Linked DNA regions of Mus musculus: region 1 is linked to region 2. The links are chromatin contacts, called in public Hi-C maps. All regions are on one chromosome and are shown on one strand. The core of a region is the stretch at or near the end of the contact, and the rest is flanking DNA. Distances in the headings are between cores, read along the strand shown.

Region 1 (4,088 bases), core at 648-3,147, 150 kb before region 2:
GATTCTACATTGTTATCCTGAGTCCCTGGGCTAGTAAACCTTGCCTCAAGATGAGTTCATTGTTTTTTCATTTTAACTCACTATGAAACTGTTTTCATTTTTTCTGTCACTCAGGGCCTACTATCATGAGTATCTTTATATACGTAGTTCACAATGTAATGTTATTACATTGCAGAATTAATGTGCTCACTTAGCAACATCATCACTGGCCAGGGACAACAAAGCAGTTAAGTAGCAGATGGGCATTTGCATCCAAGTTTTGCTTGGAAGCCTACTTTTTCTGTTCATGACTCTCATATTTCTCACCTATAAAATAGAAAGATTAGAATATTTACATTGTAGAAACCAGAATTCTGTAACTTGGGGGGGGGGGGACTCTTGTGGCACCAGAGGGATCCCCAAGTCTTGTAGCTGTTGTTGTTTATTGATGTGCAAGAAACAAGAACAATGAAGAACTCTATGTCAGAAATTTGCAGATAGAAATAGCAGGTGGACAGAGTTGTGTGATAATAACAAACACTTTCATACAATCTCCACTAATGCTTAATATTTTCATGGACAATGATATACCTTTTTTATCCAGTAATTCTATAAGGACCTATGCATTAGTAGAAAACAAGAGAGGAACCACTGGGACAACTGTAAGAGGATATTTTAGTGGTAACAGTGGGTAGAAAAGGAGGCTAAGATGATCCTAATCAAATGGTACATCTAGGTGAGAAATATCACCCTGAGGCCATCTTCAAATACTGGATGAGAAACATGAATGAGGGCCTACACCCTACAAATGGCTTTAAGTACAGGGAAACCCATTATGTTCCTTGGTACAGTTCTACAATAAAGGGAACCTGTGCAAGCAATTTTTGCCTCCCTTTGTATGTTACTAACAACATGTTTATAATTTACAGGCAGCTTTTTATGTCCAGTATTCTCCTTTGTTTTTATTCCAACAACAATCAAAAGTGAATTCTCTTTTGACTATTTGAAGGTGTCAAATTCATACATTAACAGAGAAAATAAACCTGACATGCATCCATGACATAGAGTGGGATGAGAAGAGAAAATTAACTGTTTTTAAAGATATTACTCGAATGCATATAGTAAATTAGCAATGGGAAGATAGAACCATGATGGGGACCTGCCAGTAGATGGGGAACTTGCTTTGAAAATGACCTGTCAAGAGGGAAACTAGAGCCAACTAAACTTTGCTGCCTAGGCAAAATTTGCTAATTTGGGTTATATATTAGGCCACTCTGTTTTAGTGGTCAGCGTCGTTCACGTCATGAGAGGACATAATTTCTACAATAACTAAAGTTGAAATTAATACTCAGAAACGAGCCATACTCTATTTAGACCTAAAATCCATTAAGTTGTCTGCATTAGAGGAAGGAGCTGATCCAAGGAGATAAAGCCCATTTGTTATATTGGAATAGCTGAATGGGGGGAAATTAACACAGTGCCCAGAATGAGAAGGGTGGGATCGAACTCTTGTAGGCCCATGCTATTTTAATGGCAGTTGTGAAGGAAAGCACTGTTCAAAGTATTTTAAATGGCACTGAGATAACATTCCCTAACCTTCATGGATGAAGTTTTACCAATTTTTGATCAGTTATGGAAAATTAGAGAAATGTAAGTGTGACAAGAGCATTGTACTGGCAGAGGTTTTAGAAATCATGTAAAAAACTTGTCAGTCGATGACAGAGATGCAGTCGACCTAAATGGAGGATGCTCTTGCAAGCCCTAATTCTGGTTCTGTTGGTCCACTGTTTTCATCTCTACACGGGCAACTCATTTCTGCAGGAAAAGAGAAAGAATCTCTGTGAACAAATGGGCAGACGGACGGGGTGTGCGTGCCAGGAGATGCTGCATGTTTTGGGAAGTTGTTCCAGTGTTATTGTCCAAGAATGGAAAAGTAACTCCTGCCAAGATAATTCAGTGTTCCTCAAAGCATAACACCATATGTATGCACCACAGTCAAAGTTGCTTAAGCGTCTCAACTATACCAGTAGTCGTGTGTTGTTTCCCTTGGTTTTTCTCTTTATTAAATGCCACCAAAAAGCCTCTGTACTAAAAAAAAGCCTTGAAGTTATCAATTGTTTCAAATGATATTTAATTATAAAGGTTTCATATTTTTTACCTATATTCTAGTATATGTTATTTTTTTCTATTCAGATTTTGCTTAATTTTTGTTGTTGTTGTTAAGAACTTAGTAACTTTACAGATGTAATATCATAGAGAAAAGCAGAATTGCATTAGGCTAAATGTTCCTAAATGTCTGATGAGTTCTGCAAAAAGATAGCACCTAGTATTATTTGTTGTTGCTAAATTACAAAAAAAAAAAAAAAAATCTATGACTTTCATGTGTCAAAATCATGTGGTAAGATTATTTGTCATTTTATTTTAACACAGATCTATCAGATAGAACCAGAAAGATTATGCTTTCATATATTGTGACTTTCGTTTGCAGAGTATTCAGGTTTGGAAACTGTCCTGTGGTAGAAATGCGATCTGTGTGTTGTAGCACTTGTGTGTAATATTGTGGTCCAGAATATCTGTGCACAGGGTCAGTGAGAGCATACATAGGGATGTCCTTAGGTGCCAGAGCAGACAATGTGCACCAACTGTATGGAAACCTGTAACTTTTTTTTTTTTTAACTTTCTCACTGTATTTCCAGTGTTCTGTATAAAGCCTACAAAACAACTTATTTATTGACTAAGTATTCATTCAGGATGCTTGAAAATTCAGTTTCCTACCATGACATAGACCATGTAAAAACCAAAGTTAAACTTTATTCTCTCAAGACCTTATATGTGCACACTCATGGGAATGGGTCTCAGAAACTTAAGCCTTCACTCTCATATTAGACTGTTTTGTTTTTGTTTTTGTTTTTTTCTAATCTTCACAAAACTTCCCTAAAATGTCAGGTTTTTTTTTTTTGCTAAATATTTTAAGGTTAATCCTTTATTGTTTTTATGTTCTTTTAAAATTTCCTTCCTTCCTCTCTCCCTTCTTCCCTTCCCCCCCTCCCCGCCAAGTGTGTGTGTGTGTGTGTGTGTGTGTGTGTGTGTGTGTGAATGTTGCATGTGTGCAGAGGCCAGAAAAGGATGTCAGGTTCCTTGGAAATGGAGTAACACACACTTGTGTGCAGTCTTCTGTGGATACTGGGGGTTCCCAGTATAGCTAGTGCCACTCACACTCATTACAGTGCTTCTCAGGAAGTCACTGTTAGTGACAGAGAGGTGTCGCACATATCTGGAAAGACTAAATGGTGGGAGCAAAAACTCGAGGCTTACATTTCAGAGCCATGTTCTTCTATGTTCTTATTTCTTAGTAGGTAGTGTGGGTGACATATTCCCCAGAAATGCACACTTATCACACAGTGATGTTTCAGTAGCCAGGCTTTTTTCTCAAGTGGATTGACCAACTCATCCTCCAAAGCCCTGTGCAGGTGTCATTTCTGATGTTCCTCCAATTTTCTCTGGTTGAGATACAATGCCTTCCTGTGGGGCTTTTTAAATGTCCTTCTTAGAATTTTATAGCAGTGATTATTAATCTAATTACACTAGAATTATATAAGGATTTTTATTGCATAGCTTGAGACTGTATCAATTGGGTATAGTGGCTTTCTGTCTGCAGTTTGAGGGATTTCAAAGCTGCCAAGAATATGCTAATGTTGTCTAAATCAGTGTTAAGAACCACATGATTTATGTCATTGAATCTTTCTGGTTTTGTTTCTTAAATTTCCATGTGGTTGAGATTTTAGATATGCTAATTTAACTCTCCTCTGAGTGCAGTTCAGAATTAGTTCCAGACAGGCAACACAACATAAAAATGGTTAATGTCACAGAGAGAATTAATTGAGGGAAAATCTAGAATGAACAAGACTTAAGAAAGTCATGAGGATCGTCTTATAAGATTGAATATGAGCAGAAATAGGGAAATAGTTGGTAAGGGTCACAGGGTAGAGACAGATTATTCCTTGAATTATAATATGCTTAAGATGTATATTCAGTAGACAAGTGAAGAAGCTGTAGAAACTGCAGCCTCCAGGAAACATGGAGTGACTTTCCAGACTCCCATAGGTAAG
Region 2 (3,526 bases), core at 421-2,920:
AGAACTTGTATTCAAGACATGTCAGGATGCTCTGGAGAAAAACAAGAGGAGGAATCACGAATCAGCAATTTGCCCTGTTGTGTCATGCACAAGTTGAAAAGCTTATGGAATGTAAAGTTTTAATTACAAGCAAGGAAGATACAGTAGACAAAAGAAGCAAGACAGAGACAAAATCTGACAACTGCTGATACAAGAATTTAGTATAGGACACGACTTTCTTATAAACCTGGTGATCTATTGTAACCTATGCATTGGAGAAACAATTTGACAAATTTAGATGATGGAGTTGAAAGATAAAAATATTCATCATGTCTCATGCATTTGAAAAGTTTGAAAGAGTTTGAACAGTATATATGTTAACGTGCAAATTATAAAGCATTACAAGGAAATGAAAGGAAGTATTTTTTTTCACAGTTTCCAGAGAAGGCAAGGACTAAGTAGGTTAGGAAATCAGCAGCCAGTAATGGAAATAATTGAATCCCCTTCTGTCTATAGAAGGGTGGTGCTATATGAAGAGATGAGCAAACATTCTTATTGTAAAAGTTAAAAGAGCTAGAAGAAGGAGTTCTTTGCCTCTATTAATGTACATGTCTATTGACCCCATTGAATTAAACTAATTTTACCCCACTATGAACAATTACAGGGAAGATTTTTGAGTGTGAAAACTTGGGATTTCTCCTGATTAGAATGTAGTTTAGGTGAAATTATATGAAGTTTCATAGATGTAATTCATTGAGCTCTAATGTGGTTTTAATACATTCCTAATAGTGGGGCAGTCCATTTCTGTATCTCCCAGTTCTTTTACACGAACCATTGTTCCTCAGCACCACACACCCAAGGAATGGGTCAGACAAAAAGGAGCCCAGACTTTACCAAATAAGCATATCATGTGGAACAAAACACCCATGGAAGGAGTTACAGAGACAAAGTTGGAGCTATGACTAAAGGATGGACCATCCAGAGACTACCCCACCCGGGGATCCATCCCATAATCAGCCACCAAACCCAGACACTATTGCATATGCCAGCAAGATTTTGCTAAAAGGACCTTGATATAGCTGTCTCGTGTGAGGCGATGCCAGTGCCTGGCAAATGCAGAAGTGGATGCTCACAGTCATCTATGGGATGGAACACAGGGCTCCCAATGGAGGAGCTAGAGAAAATACCCAAGGAGCTGAAGGAGTCTGCAACCCTATAGGTGGAACAACAGTATGAACTAACCAGTACCCCGGAGCTCTCGTGTTTCTAGCTGCTCATGTAGCAGAAGATGGCCTAGTCGGCCATCAGTGTGAAGAGAGACCCCTTGGTCTTGCAAACTTTATATGCCTCAGTACAAGGGAATGCCAGAGCCAAGAAGTGGGAGTGGGTGGGTAGGGGATCAGGGTGGGGGGAAGGTATAGAGAACTTTCAGGGTAGCATTTGAAATGTAAATAAAGAAAATATCTAAGAAAAAAAAGAAGAAAAGAAAGAAAAGCAGGAGCACGGCATGTCAACATCACAGCAGTGCAGTGTTCTACCAACCACCACGCTTGGTTTGGGGGCGTGGCATGAGACCTCACTGGACATATGAACCGTACACAATTCGTTCAAGCTGTGCTCCTTCCTACATGTGTTGCCCAAATCACGAACACCTTCTATTTCACAGGTCAACTCTGTAAGAATAGGCTCATAGTCTACTTACCATGATTATGCCCCCGTAAATGAATGATCATTGCGCTTGACTATTCAGTTGTTCAACTGCCGTCTGTTGATCTTTGTTTTTTTTTCTGCTTAATTTCTATAAATTACAGTTTCCCATAAGGTATAATTAAGCAGAATTGCTTAAGTTTTAATTATTGTGTATTATAGATGTTTAAAGCAACATTAGCACTTGGCTTTTAAAAATGTGATCGTATATTTATAAGAGAGCATTTACAAACACATTTACATATAGTTAAGATGAAAAAGGTATTTGAATTGTAGTCATTAGCATTTCTTCAAACATATGGCAGAGCAGCAGAGGCCATGGGCCATGCCTTCATTAACTGAACACTGTTTCATCAGTGTTTCAGCTTCCTGCTGTGCCACCCTGTGGCGTCCCCTTCTGTCCCCGAGGTTTCAGTAACAAGGGACAATATGTCCCCAAGGTGAAAATCTGGAAAATATAGCAGATTAGCCCTTAGAGAAGTTCTTATGATTATTTAATCATACCTAGATAAAGAACACACAGCACCATTAAACTGGCTCCGATGTTTTCCTGTTTGCTTCCATTTCTCAGCATCAGTGGCTGGCACTGACTGCAATGCAAAGCAAATATAAGCGAAATGAAACAAGGCACATTTAAGATGCCTTTAAAATGGTGGCCTGCTCCATATTTGAAGGTAGAATGGTCAGGCCTTACATAGATACATATTTTAAAAGGAGATGGCTACATAGGCAGAAGCAGACATAGCTACATAAGTATATGTAGACACATCTACATTGGTACACATATCATCAACTAATTGTAATCTGTTACAGGTTTTTACATGATGGAATTGAAACTCTTAAATAATGTTAGATATAAAAATAAAAATTATTTTTAAAAAAGAAAATTTCACTTTATTCTTTGAAAAAAGGCAAGTTTAGCACTGTCTTAGAAGTGCTACAAGCATGCTTTATTGGCATAGTTCTCTAACATAAAGAGGAGTAAACCTAAGAGGTAAAAACACTCATGGCAAAGTATTAGTTACATTTGTGCTCTATCAGCCAAATGCCTGTCATTAATAAAGGATTAGTTCCTGAGGAATCTTTGATTATAGAATATTTATGCCTATGAGATTTTAATTTAAGATAAATATATCAAGACAGCTCCCCTATGAACCTGAAAACATATATGTGCTAAATATAAATATTGGCACTCATATTTTTATATGATTAAGTGGTAGTCCTTAGTTTTCAGTAACTGAGAATATGAAGTTAGAAAACGATCATTAAGTTAAGCAAGTGATTGAAATCATGCAATGCCAGAGCTAATCCAAGGTATTCCTGGAAAAATGAGAAAGAAGGAAGGGAAAATTTTTAAAATGATGATTCCCTATTGAAATTCTATAGGTTTCAAGATAAAAACAACTACCAGAACTATAATTTAAAATCATATGTTTGTTCTGTCTGTGCAATTTCTTTATTCCTTTACTGCAATCCCATTTACCTTAAAGTTACTATTCCATTTAACAGAGCCACTAGGATACAATGAGAAATACAACTTGAATCTCTTTCTTCAGGAAGCTACACTCTTCTAAGATGTTAAGCCAAATACACAAGTGTTTGTTGATACATGTCAGGCTGTCACCATTTTATTATCCCTCTTCTTTTAGGGATGTGTCCCTTACTTGCTACAGGATATCAATTAGTACACCAACTCCAGGGCCATTTATCCCACTTTGAGTTTCAACTCCACTGAAAATTATTTCTGAGTCCTTCAGAACATTCTACAAGTGTTCCATGCCACATATATCCTACAGCAAAACATCTTAACTATTTCAATGATTTGTCCAGAAATTTGCTA

What was found. A called contact is a pair of places that touch in the nucleus more often than the background predicts.
Region 1: a contact with region 2 is called in a Hi-C map of cerebellar granule neurons, with 6 times the contacts expected there. The contact joins two enhancer-like sites. A contact is called at or near these places in 4 of 484 Hi-C or Micro-C datasets (cerebellar granule neurons, cerebellum and neurons).

What each region holds. Positions count from the first base shown.
Region 1 is chr12:39,491,105-39,495,192 of GRCm38.p6, reverse strand. The region is part of intron 2 of Gm34923 (a long non-coding RNA gene); the gene reads left to right. Among named protein-coding and RNA genes, the nearest start is that of Gm24069, 32 kb to the right of the region's middle. Within about 2 kb of position 1,897, at least 4 of the 459 cell types and tissues checked have an H3K27ac peak or open chromatin away from gene starts, as enhancers often do. A contact at or near this core is called in cerebellar granule neurons and cerebellum, where this site is marked.
Region 2 is chr12:39,340,590-39,344,115 of GRCm38.p6, reverse strand. No RefSeq gene overlaps it. Among named protein-coding and RNA genes, the nearest start is that of Gm24069, 120 kb to the left of the region's middle. Within about 2 kb of position 1,670, at least 3 of the 459 cell types and tissues checked have an H3K27ac peak or open chromatin away from gene starts, as enhancers often do. A contact at or near this core is called in cerebellar granule neurons and cerebellum, where this site is marked.